2 separate regions of the Hordeum vulgare genome follow, and region 2 is linked to region 1. The links are chromatin contacts, called in public Hi-C maps. All regions are on one chromosome and are shown on one strand. Each heading gives the region's core, a stretch centred on a gene start, on an enhancer-like site or on the middle of the called end of the contact. The rest is flanking DNA. Distances are from core to core; before and after follow the strand shown. Region 1 holds the start of LOC123425609 (40S ribosomal protein S13-1-like). Region 2 holds the start of LOC123425610 (probable serine/threonine-protein kinase WNK1).

Region 1 (3,527 bases), core at 302-2,801:
ACAGTGATTCCCGCACATATTATCATTCATGCCAGGACACGCCCTTATCAAGCTGAGCATATGTTTTACGCTACTGATCAGTGACCATCACCTGCATACACATATCTGGAAAACGTTGCATATACGTGTATCATGTTTTTGGAACTAGATCAAAAGTTTCCCTAAAAATGATAAGAAATTGGTTTGGTTGGGGTCTCTGCTATTTTCTGGACGTCGTGGAAATGTCTAGCCTAATTTTTAGCACAAAATATAAAATAATTCCATGACCCTTGTCAAACTAATTTGTTACTGGATCGTGGGATGATCTATTTTACAAACAAGGGAGGCAAACAGAGAGGTGTTGGAGCTGGGAACAAAACTTCTCAGAGAGAATGTTGTATCTGCACATTCTATATTTGCGGGAAGTGTGCATTTTATTTCTTTTATGGTATATATTTATCACCAGACAGCTTTGAACAATACTATGGTTTGGTTAGTGTGCATTTTATTTCTTTTGCTGCTGCTAGTATATATGTATGCTTAGTATGTTTGGTATTGATCCCCACTAATTCTCAGCACTATGTTTGATATTGATCCCCACTAATAATTTTATTCAAATGTTTGGCTTGCAGTGTATGGTGATCATGACAAGCTTGCTCTTGTTACTTATCCAGATGTTGCTTCACTGCTTGAACAATTGCCGACGATTAATCTTTTTAAAATATTTTATGTCTAAATGCACAATGATTGAACAATTACGAATCCGAACTTTGGTTATGTAGCAGCGGACGAGACGAGACAACTATGCCTCAATAAATTTGTAATTTAAACTGTTGATTTTGAGCACTATGAGTTATCGGAACTATGTTCAAATAGATGAATGCAAAAATATATTTTTTTATGTCGTGGTGCTGTTATATAAATAAAAAAATTATCTCATTTTATACGTGTGGAATATGTGTGAAAGTGCAGTCTGTACTGTTTTTAAGTCTGTATGTGCGTATTTGAAAATTTATGTTGTTAAAAATGCACTCAGTGTTGCTGAAATTCTGCTATTGTTGAAAGTTTGTGCTTTTGAAAGTTTAGGCTATGGCAGCCAGGTTACAAGGGCGGGAAAAAACAACAATTCAAACGAAGGCTGGGGAAGCGGAATGGAAATACAATCCTGACATGTATTTTGGTTGTAGGCTAGTACTCCCTCCGTTCCTAAATATAAGTTTTTGTAGAGATTTCACTAATGGACTACATACGGATGTATATAGACATACTTTAGAGTATAGATTCAATCATTTTGCTTTGTATGTAGACTTTTAGTGAAATCGCTTAAAAGACTTATATTTAGGAACGGGAGGAGTATAATGCAAGTGTAAAATGTTACTCGTATAAGGGTAGAAAAAAACAACGTCCCAAACGCAGCCTAAAACAGCGACTTGCGCGCCGAATAAGATTGGCCCTCGCGCTCGATGGGCGATCAGCGAGAGGATATTGGGTCGCGATCGCGCGGTATTCGCGTCCAAAACATTATGGGCTAAGCCCAGTTTGCAACGCGAGCAGATATAACTGACTGGCTTGGCAGCGAAGGGCACCGCCCCATTTTTGCTAGGTTTCCCTCTCCGCCGCCACAGCCGCTTCTCCCCCCACCTCCCTCCTCGCCGCCATGGGACGCATGCACAGCAACGGGAAGGGGATGTCGTCCTCGGTGATCCCCTACAAGCGGGAGGCCCCGGCCTGGGTCAAGACAGCCGCGCCGGACGTGGAGGAGATGATCGTGCGCGCCGCCAAGAAGGGCCAGCTGCCGTCTCAGATCGGCGCCCTGCTCCGCGACGGCCACGGCATCCCGCTGTCCAAGGCCGTCACCGGCGCCAAGATCGTGCGCCTGCTCAAGGCGCGCGGGCTCGCGCCGGAGATGCCCGAGGACCTCTACTTCCTCATCAAGAAGGCCGTTGCGATCAGGAAGCACCTGGAGAGGAACAGGTCGGACGTCGACGCCAAGTTCCGCCTCATCCTCGTCGAGAGCAGGGTCCACCGCCTCACCCGCTACTACCGCCTCACCAAGAAGATGCCCGCCGCCTGGAAGTACGAGTCCACCACCGCGAGCACCCTCGTCGCCTGATTCGGTTAAGCTTCGGTTCTTCGACGTAATTCTCTGCAGTTTTGGACTTCGGTTTTGTGTTAAGTACTGTAGTAAGCAATGCTTTTGGCAATGTAAGCTTTTAAACCTATCGATTACCTCTCGTGTGCCTGGATAGGAGTATTTCGAGAGTTCAGTGGGAGTGGATTAGATTTTGATCCTTGGAAGTTGAGACTATTTACAATGTGTTGCTTTGGTAAGAGGTCTTTTAATGTTAGCCGAGTGGTAAATCAGTTGTTCATAGCATTTAGGATCCATACCAGCTATTGGTTCTTGGTTGTGGTGCTTCCTGTGTAGGAACTACTCCCTTGGTTCCTAAATTTAAGTCTTTTTTAGAGGTTTCTTTAGGGGACTACATACGGATGTATATAGACATACTCTAGAGTGTAGATTCACTCATTTTGCTCTGTATGTAGTCTTCTAGTGAAATCTCTAAAAAGACATATACTCCCCCGTCCCAAAATTCTTGTCTTAGGTTTGTCTAGAAATTGATGTATCTAAATAGTAAAATGTGACTAGATACATTTATATCTAACAAGTCTAAGACAAGAATTTTGGGACGGAGGGAGTATTTAGGAACAGAGGGAGTATGAAGTAATGACGTAAATCTGGTAAATATTTTTAAATGAACTTTGCCAAAATCATGCCACCTTTGGAAAACCAGTCCCTTCTTTTGAACTGAAGAGGGTTGGAGGGTAACCTTAGGCCAATATTTCGCACCATTATTAATATTTGGTCTGAGGTTTTACTTACATTTCTTTGCTCTTTGGACTATTGGCCTGGAGATTTTACTTGCGTTTCTTTGTTCCTTGACTATTGGACTGAAAAAGATGTCCTGTTCTAATACATTTCATATATTAGATCAGGTGTAAATCAGTTGTTCATAGCATGTAGGGATCTATACCAAATCGTTCTTGGTTGTGATGCTTCCTGTGTAGGAACGTAACCTGCAATATATAAATACCTTAATCAAATGAACTAATTTCCCAAAATTGCATCATTTTTAGATAACCAGTTCATTCTTTTGAACTGAAAATAGGGTTGGAGGGTAACCTATGGTCATTAATTTGCACTTTTGCCAGTATTTGGAGATTTTACGTGCGTTTCTTTGTTCCTTGAACTATTGGCCTGGAATCACTGACCTGGCCTGTTGCATTTCCTATGACATGTAGTCCCCCTTTTGCTCGTAATGATCGAGGAATAATCGGTTAATGAGAGCATACTATAAATTTTCCAATGAAAGTTTAAATTGTCAGATTGCTTCCAAATGGTGGTTCTGTACTTTTAGAATGAGCTTTGCAGCTGTAGCTATTATTCTTTCTATGCTGATAATCTTAGGCCTTGGAGGTTATAATCTAATTTAGCAGTGAGCTTGAAAGATGTTACTTACAATTCAGATGCCTATGTGCAACAGATG
Region 2 (3,527 bases), core at 557-3,056, 300 kb before region 1:
CTCTCTCTCTTTCATCTCCCTTACTTGTGGTTCTTCTCTATCCTCTATGGAGCATCGTCGCCGTGTAGCTTGCTCCGACTTCTCTCCGCATGTATGTGCATGGGAGATGAATGAGGAGAAGAGTGGGGATAAGTGTGTGGGGAGAGAGGTCGGGGTGTGGATTAGGAAGTCAACGCCAGATTTGCTAGTCTTTCCTTTGTTTGGTTCGACTGTCTACGTAGTGTGCTTTTAGATGCATGCGGTTCAATGACCAATGTTGAAATCGATGCCAGATTTTAACAATTGAGTATATTACATGACACTTGGATTAGGCAGATTTTTTTAGTGTGCACACCCTTCATTTAATTCATGGGTCCGTCACTGAGCGTATATACATGTTTGTGAGTGTCTCCATCTGTATTATATGTTTTTTAAAAACTATTATTTCTCAATGAAACCACATCCATTGATAATTATAAGGTAAGCATGGCAAATTATATAACTAACATCACCCGAAAATGCCAAATGGAGACCGTGCTCCACGAAGGCCTTAATTTGGAAACTTTAAAATTCAAACTCTTCTTTTAAAAAATTCTGAAAAATATATGTGTAACTAGATTCATGATGTACATGTGTGTAAATTTCAGGTCGAAACAAGTTAAAATGTGAGGTACAAAAAAAAACAAATTTGGGCTTTTAGCATATGTATTGTTCATCTTTAAATATCATGCTTTTTTGGGGGCAGCTCGAAATTCAAGGTATCTCATAATAAAATTGTACACACATACACATCGCATTCTTGTATACATGTTTATTTTTTTCATAACTTTTAAAACATAAATTTTGAATTTTGTTATTGTCAAAATTAAGGTCTTCATGATGCTCTGTCTCCAAATGCCCTACTCGACATCACCTACCTATATGATTAGCGGTGGATGAGGGTGAAGCTCATGTATGAGTTATTTTGTCCAATTATCCGGTTTCTTTAAACTGCTTACAAATTTTCAACGTGTTGGAAAATGAAGATGAACCCGGGTGCTCCTATCTAGGAGTACTATAGCTTTGAGCAACTTTCCATGGACATGAACGGAGCACCCCGCACCATCATGGCCCAAGTGAGTTCGCCGGGGGAGCATAGCGTTTAGCAGGGTTTGATCATCAATGGGGAGGCAAAACAAAGGGGCCGCTCTCGAACCATTTCGTTTTCTTCTCCGAAGTCAAAAAAGAGAGTCAGATTTGCGATGTCAAGGAGGAAAGCAAGAAAAACAAGAACCCCAGTAAATATTCAATTTTCTTGTTCAGTTTGCGCCAAGATCGTGGTTCCTAATCAGCTGTCCCTTTTTCCGGTTAAAGAGCTTCTCGACATAGTTTCTTCCCCCAGAGCTTCTACATTCATATATACAGTACTTTTCTGCGAGCGGTCGTTTTCGCCCATGGGATTGAACAACATTTGGGTCCAAACCAAACATGCTTTCTTGGAAAATCGGGCTGCCTTTTCTGAAAGGAATAAAAAACGCAGAGACCGGCCTGCATTTTTCTACTGTAATTCCAGTTCCTTTTAGAGACGATTGCGGTCTAATTTGTTTACACCGAATAATTGTGGATTAGTATATCGGCATGGAAGTGAGGCTAATTTGACCGTGTCATGATGGAATTGTAGTCTCACCCGACTAACCAACGACAGTATCTAGGATCCTGTCACCCCTAGTACGTACAGTACCACGTAGCTGGCCCAGCCCAGCAGGTAGCTTAGTAAATCTCATCTCTCGTGTGGAGTTAAAAACGGCAAGTTTATCTGCGGCTTTCCCATTGATCTAATCTACAATCTACAACTAAAGCCTCATCATCCCCACCCCCTCCTCCTTGGCTCCTTCCCATCTCTCTCTCTCTCTCTGCCCACACACACCATGTGTGCCCACATTTCCCTAAATAGGCCGCTCGCTCCCGCGCCGATCCTCTCCTCCTCCCCGCCCCCCTGCCCCTCCTCACTCCCCATCCACTCCTCCTAGCAGCGCGAGCGCGAGCGCGCCGGCGAGCCAGCAGCTGCCTCCCGGGCGGCGCGGAGCGGGTGCTTTCTTGCGCTGCTTCCGAGGCCGGAGCGAGCCGGAGATAGCTAGGATGATGGGCGCCAGGGCAAACGCCAGCGCCAACGCGGCCGACTGCGGGGAGTACGCGGAGCTCGACCCCACCGGCCGGTACGGAAGGGTACGGCGCCACCCCCACCACCACCAACAACCTCCCTCCCCCTGCTCCCCTCCTCCTCCTGCGGCCGTTTCTCGATACGTTACCCTGCCATGCCAGATCGCTGATCCGTTTGCTCCATGCTTCTTGCAGTATAACGACGTCCTCGGCAAGGGCGCGTCCAAGACCGTGTAAGATCCGCCGTCCTCTGCTCGCTCGCTCGCTGCTTGCTGTCGCTTCTTTCTTGTCCGCCTCGCGCCGCCCGAGCTGACTGCTGACGACGAGCGCCTGGTCTGGTTTCAGGTACCGGGCGTTCGACGAGTACCAGGGGATGGAGGTGGCGTGGAACCAGGTGAAGCTCTACGATTTCCTCCAGTGCCCCGATGACCTGGAGCGCCTCTACTGCGAGATCCACCTCCTCAAGACGCTCAAGCACAAGAACATCATGAAGTTCTACACCTCCTGGGTCGACGTCTCCGCCCGCCACATCAACTTCATCACCGAGATGTTCACCTCCGGCACCCTCCGCCAGTAAGCCGCACCAATCTCATCTAACTCTCTTTAATGCTCAATAAAGTTGTATCCTTGTACGCTCAATCTAAAGGAAATCTCCTTTTTTTCTGCCCAATTCTAGAAAGAAAGTAGTAGTAGTACGTATCTTCTGTTCTGTATGCCTAATTGATTGCTTGTGATTTGCTGGTGATTAGGTACAGGCAGAAGCACAGGAAGGTGAATATATGGGCGGTCAAGGACTGGTGCCGGCAGATCCTCAGCGGCCTGCTGTACCTACACAGCCACAATCCACCCATCATCCACCGGGACCTCAAGTGTGACAACATCTTCGTCAATGGTAACCAGGGTGAGGTCAAGATCGGCGACCTCGGCCTGGCCGCCATCCTCCGCAAGTCCCATGCTGTTCACTGCGTAGGTAAGCTTCGGCCGATTAGCTACCTAGCATGGAAAAATGGTGTTTTACGGTCCCAAATGATGATGGTTCTGTGGAAATTTGATGAGATTGGCGTGTCCGATTGTTTGGGCAGGTACGCCGGAGTTCATGGCGCCGGAGGTGTATGCCGAGGAATACAACGAGCTGGTGGACATATACTCCTTCGGCATGTGCGTGCTTGAGATGGTCACCTTTGAGTACCCGTATAGCGAATGCACGCACCCGGTGCAGATCTACAAGAGAGTGATCTCTGTAAGGAGTGCCTCTTGGATATTTTTTTAGCCATTTGCAGCTCTTGTGATTCTGGTGTGTGGTTAGTTGGAAATTGTTTTACTGATGTCATCTAGTGGTTTGGTTGGTAGGGTACTATGCCTGAAGCTTTGTACAAGGTGAAAGATCCAATGGTGAGGCAATTTGTCGA

What was found. Hi-C and Micro-C count contacts between places; a contact is called where the count stands out from the background.
Region 2: a Hi-C map of leaf shows a contact between it and region 1, with 4 times the contacts expected there. The contact joins the promoter of LOC123425610 here to the promoter of LOC123425609 in region 1. A contact is called at or near these places in 4 of 6 Hi-C or Micro-C datasets (leaf and seedling) and 1 of 1 datasets of contacts at active chromatin or transcription factors (embryo).

The regions. Positions count from the first base shown.
Region 1 is chr2H:148,402,242-148,405,768 of MorexV3_pseudomolecules_assembly, reverse strand. LOC123425609 (40S ribosomal protein S13-1-like) reads left to right here and starts at 1,551. Exons shown (of 1, transcript XM_045109303.1): 1 at 1,551-2,340. The coding sequence starts at 1,637. The coding sequence ends at 2,092.
Region 2 is chr2H:148,698,910-148,702,436 of MorexV3_pseudomolecules_assembly, reverse strand. It overlaps LOC123425610 (probable serine/threonine-protein kinase WNK1), which reads left to right and starts at 1,806. Exons shown (of 7, transcript XM_045109304.1): 1 at 1,806-2,184; 2 at 2,314-2,351; 3 at 2,464-2,691; 4 at 2,868-3,088; 5 at 3,201-3,358; 6 at 3,469-3,527. The coding sequence starts at 2,098.